Linked DNA regions of Muntiacus reevesi: region 2 is linked to region 1. The links are chromatin contacts, called in public Hi-C maps. All regions are on one chromosome and are shown on one strand. The core of a region is the stretch at or near the end of the contact, and the rest is flanking DNA. Distances in the headings are between cores, read along the strand shown.

The links. A called contact is a pair of places that touch in the nucleus more often than the background predicts.
Region 2: a Hi-C map of muscle shows a contact between it and region 1, with 6 times the contacts expected there. The contact joins the promoter of PSMA2 here to the promoter of YKT6 in region 1. A contact is called at or near these places in 2 of 3 Hi-C or Micro-C datasets (blood and muscle).

What each region holds. Positions count from the first base shown.
Region 1 is chr6:73,163,951-73,166,812 of mMunRee1.1, reverse strand. YKT6 (YKT6 v-SNARE homolog) reads left to right here and starts at 1,350. Exons shown (of 7, transcript XM_065939251.1): 1 at 1,350-1,599. The coding sequence starts at 1,496.
Region 2 is chr6:74,112,960-74,115,821 of mMunRee1.1, reverse strand. PSMA2 (proteasome 20S subunit alpha 2) reads right to left here and starts at 1,362. Exons shown (of 8, transcript XM_065939311.1): 1 at 1,283-1,362. The coding sequence starts at 1,323. It overlaps MRPL32 (mitochondrial ribosomal protein L32), which reads left to right and starts at 1,544. Exons shown (of 3, transcript XM_065939717.1): 1 at 1,544-1,692. The coding sequence starts at 1,563.

The DNA.
Region 1 (2,862 bases), core at 101-2,600:
ATTCCAACAAATACTGTCCGTCTGATTCCTCCTTTTGTTTGACGTTCAGGGGCCAAAAAAAAAAAACCAACCAAAAAACAAAAAAAAAACGGACTCAGAATTTTCTTCGGAAATGGCTCTCACTCGCCCCCTACAGGGAAATTGTGTCAGTGCAGTCAGGATGGGTTACACACAGTTCAGCGTCCTTTTTGAGACACTGGCCTGGCATTGGCCTCTCTGTTCCTGAGGTTTGGTACCAAAATGTCGGGGATAGGAAAAAGCCCTTCCGCACACCCAGGGTCGATGAGAAGGGTGCTGAGTGAAAAGGCAGGTGGTGGGAACTTCCTTCAGCCAGCAGAATAGTGTATTTGGCAATGTCCAGAGACGTTTTTGGTTGCCAAATGGCCACTGGGGTACCACTTGCATTTAGTTGGGGTAAAGACATGAAATGCTGCCTACGATGCATGGACAGCCCCCAACAACAGCTATCCAATCCAAAATATCACCAGTGACAAGACTGAGATACTCTGATTGAGAGTCATGTTTTGAGTGATGCTGTTGGTTTTTCAAACATACCATCTTTCCCATCATTTCAGATCTGGCTGCTTCTAGCACGACGGTTGTGTAACCTTCCCGCCAATTTCCAAATATCAAAGTCCTTTCAGCTGTGTCTGTCCTGCAAGATGCTTTCTGACAACATACCATTTAACAAACAAGAAGATAAGACGTACTACCCTCAGAGAACTGAGCCTTATTCACCCCCATCCACTGAAAAAGCATTATTTCAACATTTCAAGCAAAATGAGGTTTTCCAAGTCATGGTATGCCAAGTGCTCCCTCAGTTTGGAGCTGTGGGAAGGGCAAGAGAGGGTACAATTAACTGAAAATAAGAGGCAAGCCTTCACCTTCCAGCAGGAGCCTCGAAAAGATCCCTATCCTTCACTCAAAAAGGAGATCTGATTTACAAAAGACTTTTCTAGAAGGCAGTTCGCGCATAAATCAAAGTCCCTCGTGTAGGGTTTACAAAGTACTGGCGTGTGGGTGGGGCTCTGGGTCTCACTGCTCAGAGGAAGGACAGCCCCCGGGACACAGGTGTTCCTACAGTACTCAGAAGAACCGGGAAGAAGCCGGGGGGCGCTGGGAGGACTCAGGACGGCCAGGGAAGGAGGGAGAAGGCCTCGGAGAGATAAGGCCAGCAGAAGAGTAAGGACTCGTAGTGAAACACCGAGGTGGCCTACGAGAACTCCGACAACGCCTCACGCGCACGCGCAGGACCCCGCACCACCCCCTCGTTCGCATTTCCGGCTGCTTCTTTCTGCATCCGGGGCACGAAAAGACTCCGTTAGGCCTCGGGCGGCGGTCCCTCACCGGAACCGGAAGTGAACCCCGAGCCAGGAGAAGGAAGCCGGTGGCCGATCCGTCAGCAGCCGGCGGCGGCCTCGAGGGGCGGCGCTGCGCTGCTCCCTGCGAACCGGTGCCGCGGCCGGGCGGGTGGCCAGCCCAAGGGCCCGGCGCCATGAAGCTGTACAGCCTAAGCGTCCTGTATAAAGGCGAGTCCAAGACGGTGCTGCTCAAGGCCGCATACGATGTGTCCTCCTTCAGCTTTTTTCAGAGATCCAGGTGAGCGGGCCCAGGAGGGCGGCGCCCGGACGGGGAGGCCCGGGGTCCGGGTTGGAGACCGTCCGGGAATCGAAGCCCGGGGCTTGGCCTCCCGCATTGGAGCCGGTGGTCTTTTCCTCGGCCTGCGGATTGTGCCTCTGAGAAATCATCCTCCTTTCAATCGTGAAAAGCTGTAGCCCGTTCTGGAATGTAGTCCGTAATCAGGGTTTTTCAAAATTTCTGTATAGAAATGACCGGGGGTCTTTGAGAAAGGGCAGATTCCTCTAGGTTCACGCCCAGTTGAGTTCCAGCAATCTGTATCTTAAACCAGCAAATCCCACTCAGTGGTTCTGACCCAGGAAGCTCACGTGCCACACCTTAAGCGCCACGTTTGTGTTGTTTGCCTGGGCTTTCCAACAGTTCGGTGTGAGAGTTCCTGGTACACTCTGTCATATTATGGAGGAAGTCACTGAGGCCCCAGGAGATGGATACCAAACCAGCCAGGACTCCAACCCAAATTGTATGCTCTTTACGGTTGGGCTCTAGTGGTACAAATGCGTTCTACAGTGAAATTGTGGAAGGAAGCATGGAGGTTTTAGGGCTTAAAAACCTTTGAACATTTGCGAGGCACTTTAATGCAATCAAGTGTGTGTTAGAAGTACCACAGACACTTAACAGCCTGTTTGAGGGAGGGGTGGCGGTGACTCAGGCACAAAAGGAGAAGGATCCTACAAAGTCTGTGTCTTTGGACACCCAATCTCCAGGTCTGGTGGCATCTGGATTCTATCTTCATTACTTCAGTGGGCTGTTTTGTTCTTGATGAGAGTGGCTTGATGGCAGAATCTCAAACAATTCCACTTGTTATTTTGTTGAAACTTTCTGCTTCTTTTTGGGTCCTTCTTGATCCTAGCATTCTCTATCATGACTTCTAGTCTCTGTTCTGTGTTGCTGCTTTTCTGTGATGGAACTTTGGGTGTTAACTTGGTTAACTCTTGATTCTTTTCCTTTCTCTCTTTTCCCTACTGACATTTACTGAGAATCCTCAGAGATTTCACTTTCGGACTTTCATCTCACTGGTTTTCGGTATCCAGACCAGTTTCAGATGATTAACACAACGGCAGTACTGTAGGGAAATCTCTACAGATGTCTCTTAAAACAACACATAGTCCAGTTGAGCCCATTGTTTTTCTCATAAGTCCTCCTCTCTTCTGTCCAGCCCACCTCATGATTATCAGAATGCGAACCTCAGAGCTTTAAAACATTTTCCAGCTTTTCTGGCTCTTG
Region 2 (2,862 bases), core at 113-2,612, 950 kb before region 1:
TTAAAATCCAAAACAGAATTGCACCATCATATTTTTTTTTAAGTGTTTAAACAAGGAAATTTATTATAGAAAGATTCAGTCCCTGATAACATATGGCTGCTTCATGTTTCAGCTAGAATTAGGATAACACTTTCTTAAAGATAGAGGTCCAGGTTTTGTCACCGAATAGGAACAGTAGCGACCTGTCAAACCCTGTTTCCTATCACTGTATATGAGGAGATCTTTTTTAAAAGATAAATATTCTAGTATTTTAAGAAGACATTACACAGTAATGCAAAATGTATTAATTTTGTCGTCAGAAAGAACCCAGTTTAAAAGTTAACCTATGACCAGGGAGGAGTTATTGAATTTGAGTTGTGGTCAGCTCATTTGTAAGATGTTTAGAAAACATTCATCACACAGGGTAGCCCAAAGAGAAGGAGTAAGCTCCACCCACACATAAAGTACTCAACAAGTTAGATGCCGCCTGTCTTTAGCTGTCAGATAATATTTTTAATTAAATAGGCCCTTACTGATCGTAGGGAAAATGGCCAAACTGAATCCTTCTCCGGTCAGTAAAGCAGTGCATCTCTGATTTATTTTGAAAAATATGCTTACATAAATGCTCTAAAGTTTAAAAGCCTACAATCTTTCTTTAAATAAACATATCCGCTTCCAAAAATTACAGCCCCAAAGCAAATACAGCCTATTTTGGAGCCCACAAAGACACCGGGCTAGAAACATTACCACTTTCACTTTCAGTTCTTAAGCTTCCAGTAGGGGCACCGAAAAAATCGAAAGCGGGAAAAGGTTTCCAAAGACATTAGCGCCAAATGGAAGCTAAGACTAGAACTGAACTGTAAAGTTGGGGCTTTCCAAGAAAAAGGAACCCCATAGAGCTGACCAAAATTCCAAACTGCAGAAGCTCCTGAATCAGGCCTACTTGGGTCAGGAAGGAAATCTTCTGAGTTCTGAACAGGAAACCTGGACGCAGCTCATTCAAAATTGCCTTTTTCTCTACTTCCAAAGCGAAAGAAAATCCCTGGGTGAGGGCCTCAACTTCCCACAGCGTCTAGACAGATCTCCCAGGACACCCTGACTAGCGTTCCCACGGCCCCCAGGCACCAATGCTCCCCGGGCCGCGGGAAGGCCCCGCAAATGACTTGGCAAACTCGCATTTCCACCCCCATTTCCTACTAGGCCCTCAGAAAGCGCCAAGTCAGAGACCAGGAAGGTAAAAACCTGGTCGGCAGAGCTCCTGCAACCTCAGTTACGTGGAGGACCTCAGAAGTCCCTTCCATACCTGAATGTAGTCAGCGAAAAGCTGTAACCACGCTCCGCCATCTTTACCCGAAGACCCAACGCACATCCGCGCACATGCGCACTGAGGCCAGTTTAGTTTCTTTTCCCCGCCCCGCGCCTTCCTTTCTAGGTTTCTGATTGGAGGAAAGGCAGAGCCGCTCCAGAAGCATGCTGGGAGTTATAGTTCCAAGTGCGCGTTTGCCCGACTCTGTGTCTGTGCGCATGCTCAAGGTAGGGGCGGGACCCAGAGGCCTGGTGGGTGTGGCTTTCGGCCGAGCAACATGGCGCCCACCATGCTGGTGCTGCTGGTTCCGCCGTTGCCCGCAGTCCGAGGACTTCTCCGGAACTGTTGGAAGCAGCTGCAGCGGAAACTTCTGCAGAGCCGACCAGGTTTTCCCAGTCCGCCATGGGGTACGTAAAGAAGGCCTCCGTGGAGAAGGGTTTGGACTGGGGACCCCAGGCAATGTGGTGAATTTTGCTCGTATCTAGCCTGCTCCGGTGTTCTGATCTTTGGCTGCGTGGAGGAGACGATGTTCCGGGCATTCACTTACTTAGGAACAAAGACAGCAGTTTTTGCCCCCAGTCCCCTGCAAAAAGGAAAACAAACATCCTCTGACTGTCCCATTCCTACAGGGAATGTAACCGAAGTGCATTAACTTAGCATCAAGGGACAAGAGCTCTCTAGATCCTCTTTTCTTTCCAGTCCAGTCCACCACCTAAAGCAGTTTGCCGTCTGTGGCATTTGAGCTTTGTCAATTGACTGTTGATCCTCTATTTCCCCTGAAAACTAATTTTAAATGGAAATGTCTTGGCTGTTAAAATTGTCATTCCTTTGACGTTTACATTCTACTCGATTTCGAAGTTATCCCGAACATAATAATGATAATACTCAGAAGAGCCCGCTAAATCTCAAGTGAAGTGAAGTGAAGTCGCTCAGTCGTGTCCGACTCTTTGCGACCCCATGGACTGTAGCACGCCAGGCTCCTCCGTCCATGGTATTTTCCAGGCAAGAATACTGGAGTGGGTTGCCATTTCCTTCTCCAGGGGGTCTTCCCGACCCAGGGATCGAACCCTGGTCTCCCGCCTTGTAGGCAGACGCTTTTACCGTCTTAGCCAACAGGAAAGTCCCACTGAATGTCAAAGTCAACATATATTTAGTAAGATAATCTCCACTACAATCCCATTAGGTGTCTCCACTTTTCAACTGAAGAACTAGACTCAGAAAGGCCTCAAGGTCACACCGACCTTCCAGAGCCTGTGCTATTAACCACAGGTCTGTGCTTAGCAATACTTTCAGGTATATTGAAAAGGAGTACCAGTGTTAAACAGCTTTGTATATTTTTAAGAGTTCCTAAAACCAAAAGAAATATTGCAGGCCTGAGGAATATAGCAAGGAGATGGTAAAGAAATCTTTTTCTTTTTTTTGTTTTATTTTTAATTGAAGGGTAATTACTTTACAATACTGTGTTGGTTTCTGCCATGCATCAACGTGAATCGACAGTAGGTATACATATGTCCCCTCCCTCTTGAACTTCCCTCCCACCTCCCACTAATTTTTATAAACAGTTTAGAAGAACAAAA